4 separate regions of the Mus musculus genome follow, and regions 2, 3 and 4 are each linked to region 1. The links are chromatin contacts, called in public Hi-C and promoter capture Hi-C maps. All regions are on one chromosome and are shown on one strand. Each heading gives the region's core, a stretch centred on a gene start, on an enhancer-like site or on the middle of the called end of the contact. The rest is flanking DNA. Distances are from core to core; before and after follow the strand shown. Region 1 holds the start of Marchf8 (membrane associated ring-CH-type finger 8). Region 2 holds the start of Efcab12 (EF-hand calcium binding domain 12). Region 3 overlaps Ift122 (intraflagellar transport 122). Region 4 holds the start of Depp1 (DEPP1 autophagy regulator).

The links. Promoter capture Hi-C pulls out the DNA fragments that hold promoters and counts their contacts. A called contact is a pair of places that touch in the nucleus more often than the background predicts.
Region 2: a contact with region 1 is called in a promoter capture Hi-C map of neutrophils, with 2.5 times the contacts expected there. The contact joins the promoter of Efcab12 here to the promoter of Marchf8 in region 1. A contact is called at or near these places in 2 of 39 promoter capture datasets (liver and neutrophils).
Region 3: a contact with region 1 is called in a Hi-C map of uterus. The contact joins the enhancer-like site here to the promoter of Marchf8 in region 1. A contact is called at or near these places in 2 of 39 promoter capture datasets (neutrophils and pre-B cells) and 1 of 484 Hi-C or Micro-C datasets (uterus).
Region 4: a contact with region 1 is called in a promoter capture Hi-C map of liver, with 2.1 times the contacts expected there. The contact joins the promoter of Depp1 here to the promoter of Marchf8 in region 1. A contact is called at or near these places in 3 of 39 promoter capture datasets (embryonic stem cells and liver), 1 of 115 datasets of contacts at active chromatin or transcription factors (pancreatic cancer cells) and 1 of 9 other capture datasets (adipose tissue).

What each region holds. Positions count from the first base shown.
Region 1 is chr6:116,336,422-116,339,553 of GRCm38.p6, reverse strand. Marchf8 (membrane associated ring-CH-type finger 8) reads right to left here and starts at 1,532. Exons shown (of 8, transcript NM_001302383.1): 1 at 1,339-1,532; 2 at 1,064-1,168.
Region 2 is chr6:115,836,689-115,839,820 of GRCm38.p6, reverse strand. Efcab12 (EF-hand calcium binding domain 12) reads left to right here and starts at 1,409. Exons shown (of 9, transcript NM_001110506.1): 1 at 1,409-2,037. The coding sequence starts at 1,689.
Region 3 is chr6:115,890,106-115,893,237 of GRCm38.p6, reverse strand. Ift122 (intraflagellar transport 122) reads right to left here. Exons shown (of 29, transcript NM_001167763.1): 12 at 2,637-2,774; 13 at 1,209-1,373. Among named protein-coding and RNA genes, the nearest start is that of Ift122, 38 kb to the right of the region's middle. Within about 2 kb of position 1,632, at least 100 of the 459 cell types and tissues checked have an H3K27ac peak or open chromatin away from gene starts, as enhancers often do. A contact at or near this core is called in uterus, where this site is marked.
Region 4 is chr6:116,649,007-116,652,138 of GRCm38.p6, reverse strand. It overlaps Depp1 (DEPP1 autophagy regulator), which reads right to left and starts at 1,455. Exons shown (of 2, transcript NM_145980.2): 1 at 1,294-1,455; 2 at 1-446. The coding sequence starts at 441. All of the region lies in intron 3 of Rassf4 (Ras association (RalGDS/AF-6) domain family member 4), which reads left to right.

The DNA of each region.
Region 1 (3,132 bases), core at 283-2,782:
AATGTACCTCACCTGGGTGTCACAGACATTAGACGACCAACAGCCACCTCCTCACAAAGGACAAACTTTTTAAAATGTGTTCTCTGCCTCTATCTTCCCACTGCCAGGATCACAGTGCGCCACCGTGCCCAGCGATTTTCCCTGCTAACATCAAAGTTCAGTACATCTCTTATCAATAAAGTCTCCAGAAACAAGAAGTTAGGAAAGTACACATGGCTCTTTATTTTAACTTCCTCAGTAATTTCACACTCTGCATACCCTCATTCACTGCATCCAACAGGATATTTCGTTTGATTTTATTGAACATAGGGTCTCACACACTGAATCTCTCAAAATGCAAAATTTTCTTGCTTCAGATTTTCAACATTTAGTTTTTAAAAAAAAAAGTGTCCACATCATTCCATGTATAGTTCATACATTCTTTTTCACAGCACGTGATTTGAGTATTCTAAATGAAGTATTCCACTCCCATTTTGAGTAACTAACCAAGCAAGTACATGTGAAGTCTACTATATAGAAGCACGATTGCAGTCCCTCCTGGGGCTGATCAGAAATACTGCTGTTTTTTCCAAGAGATAAGTTATATATTTATTATTTCTCTAATTGCATAACATATAATCGAACAAAATAAAGAAAAAAAAAAATAATGGGAAGGGCCATACTTCATACGTATCTTGAGACATCATCAAATTAACAAAAACATAAAACGACAAAAAAAAAAAAAAAAAACCACTTCATAATAAATCTTGACAGCTGTATGACCACTGTGTGTCTTTACGTGGGGGAGACAAAGAAGCAGAAAAGGGCTGGCTTTCTTTCTTCCTTTGTTGTTGTTTTTTTTTTTTTTTTTTTTTTCAAATGGGCTTTCAGAGAAGCGTGTTTTCTTTTTAAGGGAGGTTTAGCTGCGTTAAAGATACGTGAGAAGAACGTGAGCCATTATAATCCTCCCCTAATAAATTCCCTATTTAAAAAAACTTGACTCAGATGAAGGAGTCCAAAAAAAAAAAAAAAACATTTTTAAAGACGAGCAAATGGGCGGCGATTAAAATGTAAAGCAGCCTACCTACGCTTTGCCTCCAGCGCTTCTACTAGAGCAGCACCGTCCAGACGCCACGTCAGGCACTCAGACACCAGGAATCCACACTTCCATCTCGGACGGACGCGGAGACTGAAGCAGAGGCAGGGAGGGAGGGTTGCCCGGTGCGCGCCCTCACAGCCCAGCCCGGGCAGGACTTCACCTGAGAGAGCCCGAGACCTTCGGCCGCCCGCCGATAGGGTGACCGGACCCCGCCCCGCAGCACGCGGCCTCTCCCCGGCCCGAGACCTCCGCGCACCCACCTGTCGCGGCCTCCCAGCGGCCACACCCCTGGTGGCCCGGAGCGCGCGGCCCCGCCACGCCGCACCTCGGCGCGAGCAGCTCAGGTGGGCGCGGAGCTCCACGCGCGGCCCGCTTCCTGCATGACCCGGGCCGGACGCAGCAGGGCCGCTGGGTCAGCGCGCAGCCTACACCACCCAGCGAGAGGACGCCGACTGACCGGTCACGTGACGCGCCGGTCACGTGCCCCGCCGCGCCTCAGGCTAAAAGCGTTGCTTTGGCGACCTGGGGCGCTGGGAAGGCGGGGTAGCGGCGGCGGCCGCCTGGTAGACTGGCGCTGGGTGAGGCTGCTGGTAGACTCCGCCCGGCTTCACCTTCTCAGTGTAGAGAAAGGTAAACCTTCCGGTGCGCTAGCAAATGAAGTGGGAGCGAGAACTACGCGGTAAAACGTTTGTGTGTATGGACGAGCAGGGTTTTTTGTTTTGTTTTTTCTCTCACTCCCTAACCTAGAGAGACTCTGAGTGTATATGGTATGGATATGTAAATATGGTATTCATAATTTTTATGAGGATATTTCTGTCCATGTAGACAAGACGTATTTGACTCTACTTTGTCTACATTAAACTCATCCCTGATTATACCTGTACACTGGTGTTGTGACTTGTCCCCACCACAGTACTGTTGGTTGGACCCAAAGATTCTCTCAGAAGCTATCATTCCTAACTTTTACAATTTCTTGACATTCTAATTTTCCTAAGTCACATCTTACAGAAGGAGAGGTTTTGGCCACTGGCAGTTTTATTTATCCAATAATCTTTATTACACGGTACATTCAAGGTATTTTTTTTTAAATTCATGAGAGATTTGTAAGGCAATCCCTGCAGTACTCCACGATTTTCTATTGTCTAGAAGTAAGTCTGTTGGTTTAGCTAATCAGGTTACTCAGCATACTCAAATATGCTGGTCAGTTTGCATACTATGCTGTTTAGAGAGCAAACTGTCAGGAGACAAAACATCTGGATCCATGTAGCAAAGCAAAAAATGGGTCCATTCCTGTAGATCACCTTGAAAGCAACATTCATCTAGAAGATGGAATGGTGAATTTTTTTCGTGCAGATTTTTGCTGTGGGAAGCAGCAGCTACAACCTGAGAGAATCCTCCTGCCCTGGTGGCAGGCTTTCCTATAAGGCAGGACTAAACTTCCATTAGTGTCGTACATGGGCAAGAAGAGTCAATTAAGTGATTTGGGGGTGTGGGAGCCTGCCATCCGAAGTGACAAAGATTTCCAAGTTCTAGAAGTGTCTGAGTAGTTGTGGAGCTGGAAATATTATTTAGGCAAAGCTAGAGTCTCCTAACACAAGGATTCCCTACCCAAGAGATTTCTGAAGCCTCTCTTCATCTAAAACAAAGCTCTGAGTCCTGAGACCAAAATCTTGCATCTGTCCAAACAAGGGAACAAACAGGAAGTGGGAAGAAACCTCTGTACTTAGAAGGTAAAGCTGCTAAAATAAAGAAAAAAAGCAGTTGCTTTGAGGTGACCATTTGCTCAATGCAAGAAGCCTCGTGGCCTTTGGTAAAAATCCTCCTGTCTGTGCTAAAGGGGATGACTTCCCTCCTAGACTGTAGATCAGGGGATGCCAAGTGAGGCATGAGCCAGGGGGCCAATGTTACCCTACAACTAGTCACACTCAACTCTTCAAATGCTTAAGCACACGTTTATCAGTTACGGGTTCCTTGCAAACAAAAGATGCTGTTACAGTCGATGTTAGTGTGCATGTGTAATTTCTGCCCCAGGAGGTTTTCAAGAGATCAGGAAT
Region 2 (3,132 bases), core at 160-2,659, 500 kb after region 1:
TGTCTGGCCAATTGCTGGGGTTCCAGGGCGACTCTTTCTTTTCAGGAGATAAGGTTGCCTGACCTCCGTGCCTTCCCTCGCATCTCAGTGAAACCATGGTGCCTTGTCATGGTTTTGTAAGTGTTCAGAGGCTGTGGCTCAGAAGGGCCAGTAGAAGCGAGTGCCTCGGGTTGTGGGGAGTCAGGAGGATGCTAAATCTAGTGAAGATGGTCCCCAGCACAGAGAACTTGTTCAAATGTTGATCTTTATTTTGTGACCTACAGTTTAAAATGTTAGAATCAGGTGGGTAGTTCAGCAGTTGAGTTTTCCTGGCATGCCCAAGGCTTAGAGCTCAGTGCCCAGCAGTACAAAACTTTTTCTTTTTTTCTTTTTTTTTTTTTTTTTTGGAGACAGGATTTTTCTATGTAGACCAGACTGGCCACCAATTCACAGAGCTCCTCCTGTGTACTACCATACCTGGCCAGACCACATTTTTGTAAGTGTTTAATTAAATGGTTTTGTTTTGTGTTTAACACATTTACAGCCACTAACACTAGCTAACTCAAAGACATTTCTGAGCCTGGCGTGGTGGCACATGCCTTTAATCCCAGCACTTGGGAGGCAGAGGCAGATGGATTTCTGAGTTCGAGTCCAGCCTGGTCTACAAAGTGAGTTCCAGGACAGCCAGGGCTATACAGAGAAACCCTGTCTCGAAGAAACAGGTGTAAGGCCTGAGCCTGAGTCTGGATTCTTCCGTTTACTAGACTCCTCCATGTAGTGTGGGTCATGTATCTTTCCATGCACACCCCATAGTTCACCTATTAGTGGAGATTTCAAAGGTTTATTATTAGGACTGGTTCTAACCTGTTTCTGGCTTTGATTAAAGATAGGCTCTCATTGAGTGGCTCTGGCTGGCCTGGGACTTATGTAACACAAGCTGGCCTCAAACTTAACGTCTATCTTCCCGCGCTGGGATACAAGTGGTTGCCACCAAAACTGTTGATTCCAGACCATAACACCCAGTCATAGCACCAAATACCTGTCTTTTATTTGACCTTGACTGACTAGGATTCTCAGAACCCAGGGTAGAGTTATGATACTTTTTTTAAATGAGAAAAGTGAAGCCTGAAGATAAGATCTGTGAAGGACCTGCAGCTTACAAGAAAATAGGACATTTTTTTTTTTCTTCAGAATAGGGGGCCATGGGAAGACTGGGACATATGTATGATTTCCCAAAGGAGGCACCAGCCAGAGCTAAGCAAATCGCCGAAGCTCCTGACTTCCGGGTTTGGGAGGTGGAAGGGAAGAAAGGTTCTCCCGCCTCCTTCTTGCAAGTGGAAGCGCTCAGCCAATCGGTGTAGGGCATCTATAGTCATGACAACAGAGGCTTACTCTCAGCAGGTTGAGCAGCCTTTTGCAAAACCTGAAGCTTATTTCCACCAAACGGCTAAACTGGGGGCGTACTTCATAACGCCATCTACAGGAATCCTCCGGCTCCGGGCGGCAGAGCTGTTGGAGAGCTCCAGGATAGGCTAGAAGCCTCATTGTGCCGTCTCCATTGTGGGATAGGGAGTTCCAGAAGGTCACAAACGGCCTGGATTCCTATGCCCGGACCGGACCTAGCTAGAGAACCCGGCTGAGTCACGTGACTTGGAATCAAAGCCAGGCTCTTGCGCCTGGGAACCTGCATTTTTCTCAGTTGGGCAACAATGCGTTCTATATTGAAAAAGAGACCTGGAGAGGAGACAGTCAGCTGTCTGCCCCCAAACAAGTGCTTGGCAAAGGTTTGCAATTTGAGAGGTGGAGGGTACAAACAAACAAGAAGAGTTGGATGCCAGAAGACCCATGCTCTCCGAAAACCTCCTCCCCACCCATCTAATGCTTCGCAGTGGGATGCTGGTCTCTCTAGCCACCTTTCCAAAGCACACAGTCAGAATGTGGCAGAAACCCTGGCCAAACATAGTGGGAAGCAAAAGAAATCATCCAGGTTATGGGAGGCCCAGAAAGCCGAGGAGAGAAAAAGTCGTGTGACTTTCGGCTTGACGATCACAGACGCTGGTAAGTGACAGTGCTCTTCATGGAGATGGAAAGTGTCTGCAGGACCTGGTTAGATGAGACTGGAACCAGGGGACACGTTTAATCTTAGTCGTGGACACCTAAGACCCTGTAAACTATAGAAGTGAGATGTTTTCAGAACAACTAAGATGGCATGGTTGTGCTGGGATGGGGGTGCTCAGCACGGAGGTGAGTGGGAGAAGCTGCCTGGTGTAGAGTGTTGACACTTAGAGGAGTGACCAGGACAACAGGATGAGCCCAGGATGACGGCCAGAAAGGAAGGCAGCAGCTGAGGTGTGAGTCAGGGAAGGAGAACAAGTGTGTTTTCTGAGGCGAAGTGAGGGCTCTAAGGCAGGTGCTCCTGGGAGACACACAAGGGTCAGTAAATGGGGTCTTATCCAGCATTCGAGGCCCACAGTGACGTTCTGGGAATGTACAAACAGAAGCAAAGTCAGCCAGTGACATCAGAAAGTGTACCTGTGCATGCAGGAGTGGAAATTCAGCGCTTTCTCTTCCAACTCCACCATCTCTTCTAATGACAGGATGGTAGCCTCAGCCTGTCACTGCTTGGTCATAGTCCTGAAGAGCACTAGAAAGAAGTGGTGTGAAAAGTGAGTGGGTGGTAAGCAGGCCACCTGTCTGCAAGAGGGTGGCTGGGATAACACCTGATAGGCTAATCACTGTTCTTTGCCGAGAAGAGAGACAAGGCTTCAAGGCAACTCTTATGAAAGAAAACATTTAATTGGGGGTCTTGCTTATAGTTCCAGAGGCTTAGTTCATTATCATCATGGCAGGGAGTATGGTAGCAGACAGGTATGGAAAAGTAGCTGAGATCCATACCCTGATACACAAGCTGAGAGAGAGAACACCTGATGGGGGCTTTTAAAACCTCAAAGCCACTAGGCACTGGTTGTTAGCCTTTAATCCCAGCACTCAAAAGACAGAAGCAAGAAGATCTCTGAGTTCAAGGCCAGCCTAGTCTACAGAGGTAGTTCTAGGACAGCTAGGGCCATACAAAGAAACCCTATCTCAAGAAAAACAAGACTCAACGCCCACCCCTTGTGACACATTTCCTACAACTAGCTCTCCCCTCCTCTT
Region 3 (3,132 bases), core at 383-2,882, 450 kb after region 1:
GCACGCAGTAGCATCTTGTTTGCTCCTGGGTTGTTCCTGTGGCAAGTCTATGAGAATGTAACTTCTAGCTTCATGTTAGCATGGGGAAGGAATGTGGTTTAGTTAGCATGCAACAGGTCCTGGGTTTGATCTCAGCATAATATAACATCTCTAGCCCCAGTACTTAGGAAGTGGAGATAAGGGAGCATCCTAAAGTTCATCCTCACCTGGAGGCTAGCCTGAGCTACGGAAAGATCCTGTCTCAAAAGAAAAAAAAAAAAAAAAGGAGGAGGAAGAAGAGGAAGAGGAGGAAGAGGAGGAAGGAAGGAAGGAAGGAAGGAAGGAAGGAAGGAAGGAAGGAAGGAAAAGGTAGTTTCATGTTAGCCAGATTGAGACTCACAGGGGTCTGTGAATGCAGGTTCTTTTCCCTAAACCCTCTGCTTCCTCTGTGCCATGATGTGATAATAACTGAAGTCGTTTTGGGCTACTGGTAGACATGTAGCCCCGTCCAACTGACTGAGGAAAGCCAGACACTTCTACCCTGCTGGTTCTGTTGCCAAGGACAAGGAGGGCCTTGGAAGAGGACCCATGTCTATCTATGATGTCGGGAAACCGTGCAGGAGAAGCCAGAGAACAAAGGCTCCAATCTCAGGGGGTCCTCACTTCACATTAATTAGCTCTGACCTCTCACAATGCCCCAAAGAAGCCAAGAACAGCCCTAGTGTGGCAGAAAGCCAGCCAGGTGATGGGCACAGTCTTTGGACTGCTCAGTGACACACTTCTTTCAGCCACAGGACCAAAGACTGTGGAAACAATGCCCACTCCCAGTGATCCATGCAGCTATTGTGCTATAGTGTTCTGTGGAGTAAGCTTAGGTGAGCTTCTACATGTGTGTGCCTTAGGCCACTGGTAGCAACTAGCAGTCCTGGGTAAGGGACTCACAGACTTTATCAAAAAAGTCACCACCACACATTAACATAGCCATCAGACTTGTCACTGTCCACTCAAGTACTGCTATGGCTATGTGAAACTGAGGTTACTTGCCCATCTTCCTGAGAAGGAAACCAGTGCAAGAGGCTGGCCCAGCTACCCTGTCCCTGGGGCTTTTCAGAATCTATTCCTGTGCTGGGTCCCAGGCCCTTGTTCTTCCTCCCAGACAGGGCTTGCACAACTGGGAGACTCAAGACTGCTCCCTGTTCTGAGGACTGTGTCTCCATCCAGGACTCCACCTGGAAAAGCAGTTCCTTCGTGTGGATGTCGTACACCAGGCACGTGTCATTCTCATCCACCACAGCCAGCTTGTTCCGGGAGGCACTCATGTCCAGGCAGCGCACGGCTGTGGCCTGCTTCAGCAGGACAATAGCAAAAAGATTGTCCACAAAGATCTTCAGGATCTGGCGAAATTTCAGAGAAATAAGTGTGAGTTACCACGGCAACCAGACCCTGGACCACTGCCAGACTCTTGGCATCCCATGTGTTCTACAAGAACAACACCCACTAACTCCTCCAGAAGCTGTGTGCAGAGAAAAGACTCATTAAATAAAGGGGGGGGGGTAACCATCCTTAAGAGTCCAAAAGCATGGTTCATAGGAGGTCACTGAAGCAACAACAGGCCTGAGACATGCCAAACTGACTAATGTCTGTGTGAACTAGAGACATTTTTAATGATACTGCTTAAACTGCAGGGTAGAGGAGTCATACACTAACACAGGAAGGGCTACTGTAAACACAGGGGAGACATCTGGTATAAAGTAATAATGACGGTGCTGATGGTGACAGCTGCCATTCACTGACATCCCTGTTTCTGACAGCCCTGGGAAGAAACAGTATTGTCCTTATTTGGACAACTTGAGCTTCAGAGAGGCAAACTCATCTATCTGCCCAGGGCCATACAGCGCGTGAGAAGGAATGTGGTCCCAGGTTAACCTGACCCCAAAGCCATGCTCTCAGCCTCCCATGAGACCTGACAGCTGACTGAGGAAGCTGCAGACTATCCCGCACTGGGGTGCCGCTGCTTGTCAGCTCCTACTGAGCTCATGCTCCGCAACTTCCGTCCCCAGCAAAGACCTGACAAGCTTCAGCCACAGCCATCTGCCACACAGCTTGGCTCTCAGGCTAATGCAGTTATATTTTCACTTTCAAATTTCTATGTAGCCCACATAGAAGTTTCTTATTTTAAGCAAAGAATGTAGATGAACACACAGAGAATCTGTTCAACTTCTTGTAGCCTAGATTTCCTAATCGATTTGTCCAAACAGTCCAGTTTCCTTTTTGGTTCTAGTAACACCCTAAGGACTAGCAGCATCTAGGCCCCAGACAGGAATACTGATTAATCCAGGCACTGCCTAATAAGGCTCTGACCTCGTGCACAATCTCCGCCTGCCTCTCCAGCAATCCACTAAAGCTGTGTCTCCAACAAATCCCACCTTCGGGGTGACCTTAAGCACACTGATCCCTGCTACGTGCAGCTTGAAAGCCATGGCACCCACTCTGCCAGGGGTGAGCATGCTGTGAGTCTGAGGGCCACAGCCATTTGGCCTGGAGCTGTCTTTATGAAAGCAAACGCCAGGCTGTCTACAACCCATAGCACATCATCCCAGACAGGAAACCCGTGCCTGCCCGGACAGCAAGCTCGATGGTAGTGCAGGAAGACTCACCTGGCCGTTTTTCAGGCCTACCAACAGACCTTCTCTTCCAGCAGGGCCACCGATCACCTTGATGTAGCGGATGAGAGATTCCATCTGCCATTCCCTTTCCTTCACTCCACTGAAGGACAGGCACTGTAGCCGTTTCTCCTAGGAGACATCCCAAGCTCAGCGTGGAGGGTCAGAGAAAGAGTGCTTGCAGCCCTCCTGGGGAAACCGTCCTACACCAGCAGTGGTGATCTAACGCTGGCTCTTCCCCGACCCTGCCACCACCAATCCACCACAAGCCGCCTCAGGGGCCATCTTCAACATGGGCCTCCAGAGCCAGCAGCAGGCCACCAATCCCCCACAACTCTTCTCTATTGTGGCAGCCCTAAGTGGCAAGAGGCTTGGGACCCTCACACAGGTTTTGATACTAGTTTTACACTAGAATGGCTCCTAAACAAGGTCTTCCTTTTTATCTTTTCTAACAGGCCTGGAAAGATCAGGTGCACCCACAGTAGTCTTT
Region 4 (3,132 bases), core at 206-2,705, 310 kb before region 1:
CTCACAGAGTCTCCCCGTGTCCTTGCCCATCTGTCTGGGCACATCCCAGGGATCTGAAGAACCAGTCCTGTTGGGTCGACCTCTCCCATCTGCCTGCTCTCCCTGTGACTTCCCAAAGAGCCAGTCCAGAGGGTTGTCAGTGCCGGGAGAGGGCAGTGTGGGCTGCAGGCTGCTGACGCAAAGAGAGCTGTCTCCTGGAGACTCGGCCTGGCGCCTCTTCTCTCGAGTCCAGGCTGGCCGGGAGGGTCTGTTGGGACGGCTCTGGGCTGTGACCTTGTCCAGCACTGAGGTGGGCTGTGCCAGCTGACAGATACACCTGACGTAGTCATCCAGGCTGGGGGACGCTGGGGGTTCCTGCCCAGCTGCCCCATGTGACAGCTCTTCTGACATTTCCCGAATCGTTGGCAAATGGGGCACGGGCAGCAGAAGCCGGGACCTCATAGCTGCTAATAAAGCAAAAGCAACCTGTTAGCCAAGAGGAAACCAGTGGCGAGCCCGCCATGCCACCCTGACACCCTCCTACTTCCTCTCCCTCATCGGAGATGCTACACGGGGCTCGGGTACCCAGAAAACAATAAGAAACCTGCAGATCTGAGACCAAGGCTCACCCCCCTGCCCCCACCCGCACTCATCCTTCCAGCTACCACCAAAGTACCCAGCTCACTAAGGCTTCATCATTAGTGTTGTTTAAGAATAGCCAGATAGTCGGGGCTCAGTGGTAAGGGTACTTATTCTTGCAGAGAGCCTGAGTTCAGTTCTTAGCACACACATAGTGGCTCTAGCCATCTATAAATCAAGTTCCAGGGGTCTGACTGGCATGTGTGTAGCACACATACATTAGTGTAGGCAAAATATCCATGCATATAAAATAAAATAAATTAATTAAAAATTTTAAAATGAAGAACGAACAGGTAAGAAAACGGGGGGGGGGGTATTAATGTGGGGTCAGAGAACACCTAGGTTTTAAACTCGTCTCTGCCACTTAATGACTTAGAGACTGGCAATGTCACCTCTCTAAACCTCTAATTACTTGTCTGAAAAATAGGGTTATAAACATCCCACTGGCAGGGATATATGGGGAAATTCACGGAGACATAGCTTTGACATCACAGCTCTCCTGTAAACACAAAGGCCTTGTATAAACACCTTATTATCATAGTGGTCGGTGGTACCCACCCCCCTGCTCTCTATCCAGTAGTCAGGCCGTGAAAGCTCGGGATGAGAGATGCTCTCAGAGATAAACTAGCCCCGTGTTTTAAAAGTGTCAAGCCAAAGGGTGGCTGCTCTTCTTACCTGTAAGTCAGCAGTCAGGGTGGCAGGAGTCTAGATGGGTAAAGACTGTCTCCTCTAAAGGAAGCCCCAGAGGCGGGCAGTCACAGCCGGGTCTCTAGCTCTTGGTCCCTGGGAAGAGGACAGTCAGGACGATGTGCTGTGGTTTCTTCCCCTGTGCGGTCTGGCAAACCCAACACACACTGCTGCTTTTACACGGTTCCTCCGGTCATCAATCATTGTCAGGAAAAGCTCAAAATAACAGCACTTTGGAAGGTTCTCAGGGGAAAGCACAGAGGGTGGGGCTTGGCCCAGCTGCCAGCCTGGAATTTGTGTATGTGCCTGCAGGAGGTTGGGAAATATTTACACTGTAGGGTGAGGTGTGGGGCAGCCACCTCACCTGACTTAGACAGCTTTACTATGGGTAGAGAGCAAAGCCAGCCTGGGGGTTCCTGGGACCTGGGGACTGCTGGAACCTGGGACCTCCATAGGACCCCCATGGGCTTCCACCCCTGTCTGGTATAGCACAGTATTTTCTACTATGGATTACCCCAGGACCTGTGATCCTGTGACACGCCAGCCTTGTGCTAAGTTTTGCTGAGTTCCAGGCCTACACTTATGATCATGATAACACATGAGGCTTGCAGGGTGAGGGACATCACCTTACACAAGTGCCGGGGCAGCTTGACAGTCTGTCTGACTTCTCTCATAACATCTCAGATACTTTCAAGGAGAAATTTGCTTGCCCGTTGTTGGCCAGGCATGTGCCAGTGACTGCTAATGGCATAGCAAATACTGTGGACAAATCACCACGTATGATGCCTGTTTCCCAGTGAGAAGGATTATGGAGTCATCAGTGGGCAGGCGCAGTGACTCAGCACTCAGGATGGCTGCAAAATAGAGCGCCGAAGGGCTGTGGAGCAGCAGAAGAGGGGGTGGTCCAGGTCAGGTGGGCCAGATGATACCAAAGCAAGGGCAAGGCACTATAGGTTTGAGTAAGGAGCTGTAGTGTGGCTTCTGCCAGATGCCATGCTCGGGCAAATGACAGCAGCTGTGAGAAACCAGGGGACTCCAAGGGTGATACCAACACAGTGGCAGCTGAAGGCAAGATGGACAGCCCTGGGAAGGAACCGGCTTTGCGTTTCTCAGGCCTCAGCGCCTCTGCTCACCTACCCTCAGAAGCGGGAGGAAGAGGAGTTACAGAGGGAACAGTACGTTCAGGTCTGATACATGAGGGCTGGACAGACACTAGCCTCCTGCAGCATGGTGAGCTGCTGGTCTTGTGTCTATGCATTCCAAGTGTAGCATTAGAGTCATGGGTAAAGGCATGGGGACATTGGAGATACTGAACAATGCTTAAGTCAGGTGACAATTCCCAACTTACACCTGAATGATTCCACAGGACTCCAGCCTTTTGCCTGACTGTTTAGGCAAACACTGTGAGGCCGTATCAGGAAGCTGTGTGTGGTTTTGATAGCCTTAGACTCTTCTCTCTGTGGTCAGTGAGGTGTTTGAAACTAGGCATGACTGTTAGCCGACCATGAGATCCACACTGTGAGTGGGGGTGAGGCCATCCCCACGTGAAGGTTCTCATGACATCCCTGTTTTCACGGGGGCTTTCCAGGACAATGAAGAGAGAGGAGACTCCATGGGGCAGTGGGTGGGGCATGATTTCACTTAAGTGTAGTGTGGAATCCAAAATAACTCAAATGCATAGAGGCAGAAAGAAGGAAGATGGCTATCAAGAGTGGTAGGGAAGAAAGAGAAGTAGGGACCCCAGTTCTTCCAGATGAATGAATCTTAGAGATCCACGGGGCAGCACCAGGCCCACTGCAATCCCCTGTGCTGTACGTTTAAGTAGCC